Linked DNA regions of Anser cygnoides: regions 2 and 3 are each linked to region 1. The links are chromatin contacts, called in public Hi-C maps. All regions are on one chromosome and are shown on one strand. The core of a region is the stretch at or near the end of the contact, and the rest is flanking DNA. Distances in the headings are between cores, read along the strand shown.

Region 1 (2,908 bases), core at 114-2,613:
ACTACTTCCCCTGCGTGCATTGCCCCATGGAGCACAACGGGATTATTGCCTTGCAACGGCAGGGGTGTTTTTGACTGCATGGCCAGAAAGGTGTGAGGAGGGGGTTGTTCAACGAGTTACCACACCTCGGCCTTGGCATTGCAAGGTCCTAGGGAAGATGCAGCCTTATTTCTCCTGACAGTTCGGTGGGTTCAGCACCGTTCCCGACGCCAGTATAGGTCACTGAATGCCCTGCTGTGAGCACCTTGCTGAAGAAGGAAGCTAGCAGTGGGGAGCATACAGTCCCTGGGGCCATGCAATTTCATCTCCACCCATCTGCAGCTACTCGATCTCTTCCTTGTAAGCACTGCTGTTATGTTGCAAGTTGTGCATCGATGCATGGCCCCCGAGTTGTGGCAAAAAGCCTGCAGCCTCCGCAGAGATCCAGCACCTCTGTACACCTGGGAATCGCCTTCCTCACTGCTCGCCTCCTGCAGCCCCTAAGAAGGAGCACTGCAAGGGGAAGAGTGGCTCATTATCCTAATTAGAAGGTAGGTAGGGAGGACACACTTGCACATTTACAGTTAAACCTTGAATTAAGGCCCTGTGCTGCAGCGGAGCTCCAGCAGAGATGAAAGCAAAGCCCTCTGGAAGCAGGGACATACAAATGAGGACGCACAAATGAACCCCGCTCCCTTTTTCAGGTGTGCCCCAAGACCACTAGTGATGAGAAGTGGCCAAGGCCCGTTGTTCATGTCCAATCCCCCAGACAATAACCTCGGTCACTGGCAGGGGCACTCGGTGTGTCCCGGCTCGGATGCCACAATGCCGCCCCCCAAATCATTCTCGCCGCTTCCTGCAGCTCTCGGGTGGTCCCTGGAGCTCTCGCCTAATTTGCACCGAGTCACCAGCGTGTAGCTGCCAGCTGTATTGCTACACACTCTTTTTGTCTGGGAATACCGAAAATGAATCATCTCAAAGGGACATCGCTGACTCAAATTTGTCCCCAAACTCGCTTTGTGCACAAAGTCTCCGACGAACGGAGTTGTGCGTTGCGAAGAGACCCAACGGGGTTGTACTTCCTTGATTTACTTCTGTAAACAAATCGATCAGTTTTTTTAAAAAAAAAAAAAACACAGCAGACACGCGTTGCCCGAAGCCTTTGCCATGCAAATATTACAGCTCGGCGTCAACCGAGGGCCGAACCCCCCTCAGAGAGCCGCCGGTCCCCCTCCTGCCCGCCGAGAGGCCGCCGCCTCGCCGCGCCCAGGCCCGGGGGCTCCTCACGGGCCCGCAGCCGGCCGGGGCCAGGCCCGGGGCCGGGCCCAAGCGGACCCCGGGGGCCGGTCCCGGGGCCGGGGCGGTCTCGGGGCGGATCGGGGCGGGCTGCGGGCGTTATTTGTGCCATGTGACGGCGGGAGGAGCCGCGGCTGCAGCCTGCCCGCAGCCCGCCCAGCCACGGGCGCTGCGCGGCGCGGCCCCGGGAGCAGGCTCCGGCGGGACCCGGCGCGGCCGCTGCCATGGGGCGGCCTGCGGACGGTAGGAGCCGGCGACGGCGGGGGGGGGGGGGGTGTTTCTTCCCTGGGGGTGGCGGCCACCGGGCTGCCGAGGCCTCTCCCCCGCTTCCTTCCCCTCCTTCCCCTTCCCATCCCTTGCAGCGGGGCGCTGCTCCCCGGCCAGCGCGGGCTGCGTGGAACCGGTGCCAGCTTCCCGAAAGATAAAATAAGAATTAAAAAAAAAAAAAAGAGCAAGCGCTGGGCTCAAGCCCGGCTTTGTGACCCGGAGGTGCAGCCGGGGGTGGAGGTGGTGAGCGAGGCTCAGCTCGGTAAGGAGGTCGGGTTGTTTGCTCGGTGGTTGCGGTGCTGCTTTGGTGGTCTCTGGAGCACGGGCCTAATGGATATCGGCCTTTTTCCTACATAAACCCGTGCCAGTGTGATAGGAGCCTGTGTAATCCTCCATCCGAAGTGCCTAGCGTTGCTCGAAGAACAACAGAAGCACGCCGTCTGCTCCCGCTGCTGCAGGATGGACGTGGGCAGTCAGCGCGGCTGGTGAGCGGCGGTGGCCATGCCTGGGCAGAAATCTATGAAGTGAGCCATTGCTCAAGATAAGGAAGTTTACAAAATGATTATAAAGATGGAAGTTGCTGCCTTGGAGATAGATTAGCTTTTCTTTTCCTGATAGTGATGCAGGAAGAGTTTATGACCCTTTTGTCCCAGAAGCAATCTTTCCTCAGCAAGAGACCTGGATGGGGTCAAAGTACCTATCTCAGCCTAGGAAGAAGGCAATTTCTGTGGTGAGTTGATAGGGAAGCTACTGGGAGCGTGGTGGGGCTGTGCTACTGTTTACCAAGTGAATGGCAGCGCTGAGAGGCACTTCACTGGCTTCTGGAGGAGCCCTCCCCGGCCAACCGGCTGCTGGTGCGCCCGTCTCCTCCCTGCTCCGTCAGTGTGCCTGGCCTCCGGCCCTGTCATGGCTCTGGGGCGTTGTGATGATGGTTTCGTAAAGCTGTAGTTTATTCTCCCCCCCCCCCCCCCCCGCCCTTAGTTTTGCTGAAGACAAGGGATGAGCTTGAGCAGTCCTCTGGGGGGCATTGTGTTGTTGCAGTACATCAGCAGCAGGCTTTCGCAGCCGCTCTCCGGCTGGGGAGGTTACTGAATCGCACTATAATGTGACTGAAGTTTGTTTGTAAACTTACGTTAGAGATGTGGTTTTGTGTTCCAGGAACTGGCTAGCTGAGATGTGCGGTGTCTGTGTGGAGTCGGATCGCTGCAGCTGGGTCCGGGATGTGGAAAATGTGCTCTGCTTGCTGCTCTCTTGTCTCGTCCTGGCCTCCTATATTTCCTTTCCTCAAAGTGAAAGCAGTCTGCAAGGGCTGCTTGTCTCCTCGAGTCCCTCTTGTGAGGGATAATTAAATTCATGAAGTCACCTG
Region 2 (2,700 bases), core at 188-2,687, 110 kb after region 1:
TGTACAGAACTTGACAGCTGCTGAGGAAGCTGCCCAGTTTGAACATGCCTTCTGAGATGTGTGGGGAAATGGGTGAAAATGGCTTTGGAAACCTGGACGGGAGCAACTGCAGAATTGCAGGAAAACATCATTTGGTTGTTTTCCTGCTTTAGACCGGGTCATGAGTGTGGCAGTGGTGCACAGGAGTACCTCTGTGCTTGGTGTTTCCTTTGGAAGGATGCTGTGAACTCTTTAGAATGTCCTCAGAACCAGAACAGTTACCCTGAACTGCCTGGGGAGACATAGCTTGTAATATGGTGCTGCATTCAGCTTTCACTCTGGGGAAAAAAATCATGACTAGCTAATTGTGAAAGGGAAGAGGGCTTTTTTTTTTTTTCCCATGTCTCTATACAGGCAACAAACTCCTGAGCTGCTTAAATTGCTTAGATACAGAAAATGCCAAAAATATTCTGTATTCATCAGAGTCAACTAGCATTGGATTCTCCATGAAACTATTTAATTCAGTTCCTGACAGCTTTCAAAGAATGGAAATTATAACCTTCTGTCATACAACACGCATTGGTCTGTAGCACACTGAAGTTTTACAGCACAGTGGCTTTTATCCAGGAGTCTATAATTCTGCTAATTTTCAAGTCTGTTGTGTAGCTTGAGAGCTAACAGGTTCACAACTAATACTTATTTCTTTAGCACAGTTCTTTTGACCACCTGCCAGAACAAGAAATGTAACTTTTAACCCAAATACTACCCATTTTTTTCCCGTTTGTTTTTATTTTAAGGTCAATTCTGGAAAAAGAAGGACCAAGGTCGCTCTTCCGAGGTCTGGGTCCAAACTTGGTTGGAGTTGCACCATCAAGGTAAATAGTTAAACTTTTGCTAAAAGACACGTTTAAGGCACCGACCCGAATGTTGTAGTCTGTGATCGAGAAGAATAGGTCAGAAAATTCTCCCATCTGTAAGCTGAGATTTTTTAAGAGTATCAGACGTGCATATGCCAGCAAATAATTTTTAAAATTTGCTTTATACTTGGATGACACTTTCAGTTACATGTATCAATCACTAAATGTATCCAGAACTTGCTTCTCATCAGTATTCAAATTCTCATCTAAAAAGTGATGAAATGGTATGAAAGTCAGTACCTGTCTTTCTAAAAATGAAACCTGGATCTGACAGGTTTCTCGTATTTTACTGGCTTCTATAAACTTGTGTGTGTGTATCTTAGCTGCTTCTTTTGATCTGTGCTTTCTGTTATCAGTGGAACTTAGTTTATGATGCTATCCTCAAAAACAAAAAGTGGGGGGCAGGGGATATTTTAGCCTAGTACTAAAGGAGAATTTAAATTAAGGTGTAGTTTAAATAAGTCACTTAAGTGGCTTTTGCAATGACTTTATGCTTTAGAAAACAGGGGAAGGTACTGTAGAAATATCTGCAGGGTTAATATTTTAATTTTTCTAATAAGGCCTACCACTTCCCTGTGAATATATAAGTGTTTCCCAGACACTGAGTAGGAGCTAGATGCAAGGTGAAACAGGAATACCTGTCTGGTCCTTGACTGCCTAAATTCTTCTCAAATGAAAAACTGCAGCTGAGGGTCAGGGGGATGGACTTGCAAAGCTGCCACATAACCCCAAAGGTCCCCCCACTCTTTTCTAAACAGTAACAACAAAACTACCTATAGTGGTTGTATTTGGAAGCCTTGCAGGCACCTAATGTTTGGTTTCCACACATACCTATGACTGTCCCGTGCTTGGCAGAGCTGAAGATCTTGTGCCTAGCTAATATTAAAGCACTGACTGTTGCAGATCTTGCTGTGAGTTTTTACTTTTTGCATGCATTATGTAGGGATTTCAGGTGGGTAAAACTGTTTTTCATTTCAGCCCAGGGTTAAGTGTTTAAAGTACAAAGTGCTGCTAAGGCGGCTGTAGCTCTGACCAAGTTTAGGGAAGGCGTAGGCTCAGAGTAGGGATGTGACTTTCCCAAGGTTGCAACGGGTATTTAATGCCAGAGCTGATGTTAGGATTCAATCCAACTTGCTTTATCTGCAAGACCATGTTGCCTCCCATCTCAGACTTGGTATGAAAGGGAAATATTTCTACTTTGTGGCTGATAAGTCAGATAGTGGCATTGTGTTGCAAGGAGAAAAAATGTCTTCATACTTGCAGATGGAAGCAGTCGTATGGAGGCCCCTTTGGAGAAAGAGTCTTGTTCTTCTAGAGGGGGTAAAATAGCAACATGTCTAACTTGATGTCATGAGTATCACATAGATTTTCTTCTCCTGTTTTTTTTTTCCCCACAGAGCTGTCTATTTTGCATGCTACTCCAAAGCCAAAGAGCAATTTAATGGCATTTTCGTACCCAACAGCAATATTGTGCACATCTGTTCTGCGGGTTCTGCAGGTAAGTGTTTGTAATTCATCTTCCGTATGGTCTGCAGCAATACCCCAGTGTCCAGCCCCTCAGCAGTAGCAGGAATGTCTGCATTGGCATCTGCGTGGCTCTGAGATGCACTTTAATTTTTTAAAGTATGTATTGCAAGCTGTTATTGCTTCAAGATGTGTTCTGTCCCTCTCAGTAACTAGAAAGTGAATGGAAAGAATCAGGCAGGGACTGGACTTTCAGTCTGTACAGGACCTGGGCAGATAGACAGGTCTGGACTGAGGGCTGTGGATAATTGTGATTGATAATGTAAATGAATTCAGAGGC
Region 3 (2,925 bases), core at 4-2,503, 120 kb before region 1:
ATTATTCGTGTATTTGTCACAAAGCAATTTAAGTCCACCCCCAAAGCACAGTGATTAGTCCAACTCTCACTCTGCACCCTGAAACAGGACACACTTATGCAGACACAGGTACCCCTCTTCCTCACCCCCCCCAAAGCAACTCAAAGCCACACTTTGTTGGGTTGTTTGATGCTTTTTATTTATCACATGTAAAAACACTACTATCTCTGTTTGTAGGTACCTCTTGCTGTCCTGCAAGTCAAACAGCTCCAAACATCAAAGACCAGACAGGCAGAGAAGGGAATTGCTTATGCCCAGCGTCAACGGGTCATGGTTCCGGAGCATGTTTAACACAAAACCTCACTGGGATTGTTCTACAAAAGCAGATTGTTACAAGTAACAGATCAGAGCTGGTGGAAACACTAGGTGAAGGAGTCATCTAGGGAGGGAGAGGACCTGCAAACCGGTCTTTTTCCTTCAGCTGCCCTCATCTTTCTAATACGGGTAATTGTGATCTAAGTAGGTGACTAGTGCTTTAAACCAGAACAGGGGTGTCTGATCCACGCAGCTTAGTTGATGCGAGGGTTCCTGAAGTTTCTTCCAGCAAAGCGGGCCTTGCTGCCAAGCTCCTCTTCAATTCTGAAGACAAGGGAAGAAAAAGCTGAGTGAGCAGAACTGCATTGGCACAGCCGCTGACCTTACACCAAACCACCTGATCTAAGAGGCACTGAGGGTACCATCAGGGTCACCAGTCAGTTTCCCCAAGCAACTTGAACAATCACACATTTAGCTGCCCTGGTCAGTAACCCTCACCTTACCCAACTCTGCTCAGACATTTGAAACGCTTGCCCAAGGCAACTGCATCATGCAGTCAGAAGGACAACTTCACAGAGACAACGTCACTGAACACTGTGCGAGGCTCCCCTTTTGTGTCTCCATTATGACCATAACCCATTCAACTCATCATTCATCCCACTGCCAGCTCTGCAGGCAGGGCACCAGCCCAAAAGCATTTCTACTAGCATCAGTTTGTCCTTAAGCTGCACAGAAGAGCAAGCTGTGCCCTGAATGCATTAGTGGAGCATCCATTTTATGTCAGGCCTAGCCCTTATCCCTTTGCCCATCTCAAGTCTCACCTCAGCAGCTGGTTGTACTTGGCTAGGCGCTCAGATCGGCAGGGGGCACCAGTTTTGATCTGGAAGGGAAATCAGAAGGTTGGTCAGGAACTATAGCAGAAGTAAGGCCATGAATGCAATTACAAAACTACTCTATTTAGAGTAATAAGCGCAATTACAAGCTTGATTTCAGCACCAGGCTTTGAATACCCGTACACTCAAACATGATAGTGCTCAGGAGCAATAAGGAATGTTCACTTTGGAACAGCTTCCGTATCAAATCCTGACACACCCAATGGAGTTCACTTTCAGAAGTTTAATTGATGGCTAAAGGTGAGTTTACACAAGATAACATGCTCCCATGTCACAGTCCCATTAGGCAGATCAGCTTCCTGTACATAGGAGCAGGAAGTCTTCATGCCTTAAGTCACAGCAGACCCCACCTGCTATGCACCATGGCACTGTCTAATCAGACAAGGAAGCGAACTACAGCAGGTACAGACACCAACCTGACCAGTGCAGAGGCCGACCACCAGGTCAGCAATGAAGGTATCTTCTGTTTCTCCAGAGCGGTGACTCACCATCACGCCCCAGCCATTGGACTGGGCAAGCTTGCAGCTGGAAGAAAGACAGGCAAAGCGTCACACCACCCTATTTGCATAGCGACCTTCGCTCTAATGCTGCTGCCAAGCACCAGGTATTCTCTGCTTTGGCAAGACAGAACTGCCCTTTGGTATGTCAGGGCTAGAATCACGTGAAAACAGTGATAACAAGCTGCTTTTACACATGCTTAAGCAGTGTTCGACGCGCCCATGTGACTTCAAGGCCATGAAGGTACAGGCTTGCTTGCCAATAGCCTCTATGAGTTACCTTTTAGTCGCCTCACTAATGTCCGATCAGATTTCTATTGCACTGTTCTCTACGTTCATCCCCCTCAATTACACAGTCCCCCTCTCATGCACTCAAGGATCCCCCTCCGTGACATGGCTAAGAAGGGAGAACAACTTACGCTTGTAGGGACTCTGTCACCGATCCGATCTGGTTGACCTTGAGGAGGAGGCAGTTGCAGGATTTCTCCTCCACTGCCTTGGCAATACGCTTCGGGTTGGTCACAGTCAGATCATCACCAACCACTTGGATGCCAACGCTGCCAGTGAACTTCTTCCAGGCAGCCCAGTCATCCTGGTCAAATGGGTCCTCGATGGACACCACTAGAGGAAGACAGAAGGAGATTTAACAAAATACCACCATGAAAGGTCAGGCCTGCAGCACGTTGCTAACCCTGCTTTCAAACAAGCATTACCCACCCCAAAAAAACATGGCTACAACTCCTAGAAAGCTGGTTTGTTCTGCTTGTGATCTGCAGACAAGGGAGGCTGCATCCTAAATTATTTCAATCAACCCCTATTTCTCCACAACTATTTTGCTTCCTGGTTGAAGGACTTACCTGGGTAGTTCTTCACAAAGCCCTTGTACAGGTCAGCCAGCTGGTCAGGAGAAATGTATCTGCTGGGATCATCGGGGGATTTGAAGTCCAGGTCGTACTTTCCATCACGGTAGAACTCTGAGGCAGCCACATCCATGCCAATGACAACCTTGTCAGAGTAGCCAGCCTTACCGATGGCAGTCTTCAGCAGCTCCAGGGCTGAAACACAGTTAGGCATTGGTGAGTTCCTGCTCAACACCTCAACACGAAGCTAATCAGTTACCAACAACAGTATATTCACTCGGCCAGGAATCTCCGTTACCCCCTATAGAAAGCCCAAAGGCCACACAAAATGTTAACGCTGCAGCTTCTACACTAATTTAAACAGTCTACTACTTCAATACT

The links. A called contact is a pair of places that touch in the nucleus more often than the background predicts.
Region 2: a contact with region 1 is called in a Hi-C map of liver, with 7 times the contacts expected there. The contact joins the enhancer-like site here to the promoter of SPSB1 in region 1. A contact is called at or near these places in 2 of 7 Hi-C or Micro-C datasets (both in liver).
Region 3: a contact with region 1 is called in a Hi-C map of liver, with 15 times the contacts expected there. The contact joins the enhancer-like site here to the promoter of SPSB1 in region 1. A contact is called at or near these places in 2 of 7 Hi-C or Micro-C datasets (both in liver).

What each region holds. Positions count from the first base shown.
Region 1 is chr23:4,383,136-4,386,043 of Taihu_goose_T2T_genome, reverse strand. It overlaps SPSB1 (splA/ryanodine receptor domain and SOCS box containing 1), which reads left to right and starts at 1,363. Exons shown (of 3, transcript XM_066982103.1): 1 at 1,363-1,518.
Region 2 is chr23:4,274,363-4,277,062 of Taihu_goose_T2T_genome, reverse strand. It overlaps SLC25A33 (solute carrier family 25 member 33), which reads left to right. Exons shown (of 7, transcript XM_048067300.2): 3 at 777-854; 4 at 2,294-2,394. Among named protein-coding and RNA genes, the nearest start is that of TMEM201, 10 kb to the right of the region's middle. Within about 2 kb of position 1,437, at least 1 of the 3 cell types and tissues checked has open chromatin away from gene starts, as enhancers often do. A contact at or near this core is called in liver, where this site is marked.
Region 3 is chr23:4,501,864-4,504,788 of Taihu_goose_T2T_genome, reverse strand. It overlaps ENO1 (enolase 1), which reads right to left. Exons shown (of 12, transcript XM_048067332.2): 8 at 2,542-2,739; 9 at 2,104-2,305; 10 at 1,604-1,712; 11 at 1,116-1,174; 12 at 153-618. The coding sequence ends at 549. Among named protein-coding and RNA genes, the nearest start is that of ENO1, 11 kb to the right of the region's middle. Within about 2 kb of position 1,253, at least 1 of the 3 cell types and tissues checked has open chromatin away from gene starts, as enhancers often do. A contact at or near this core is called in liver, where this site is marked.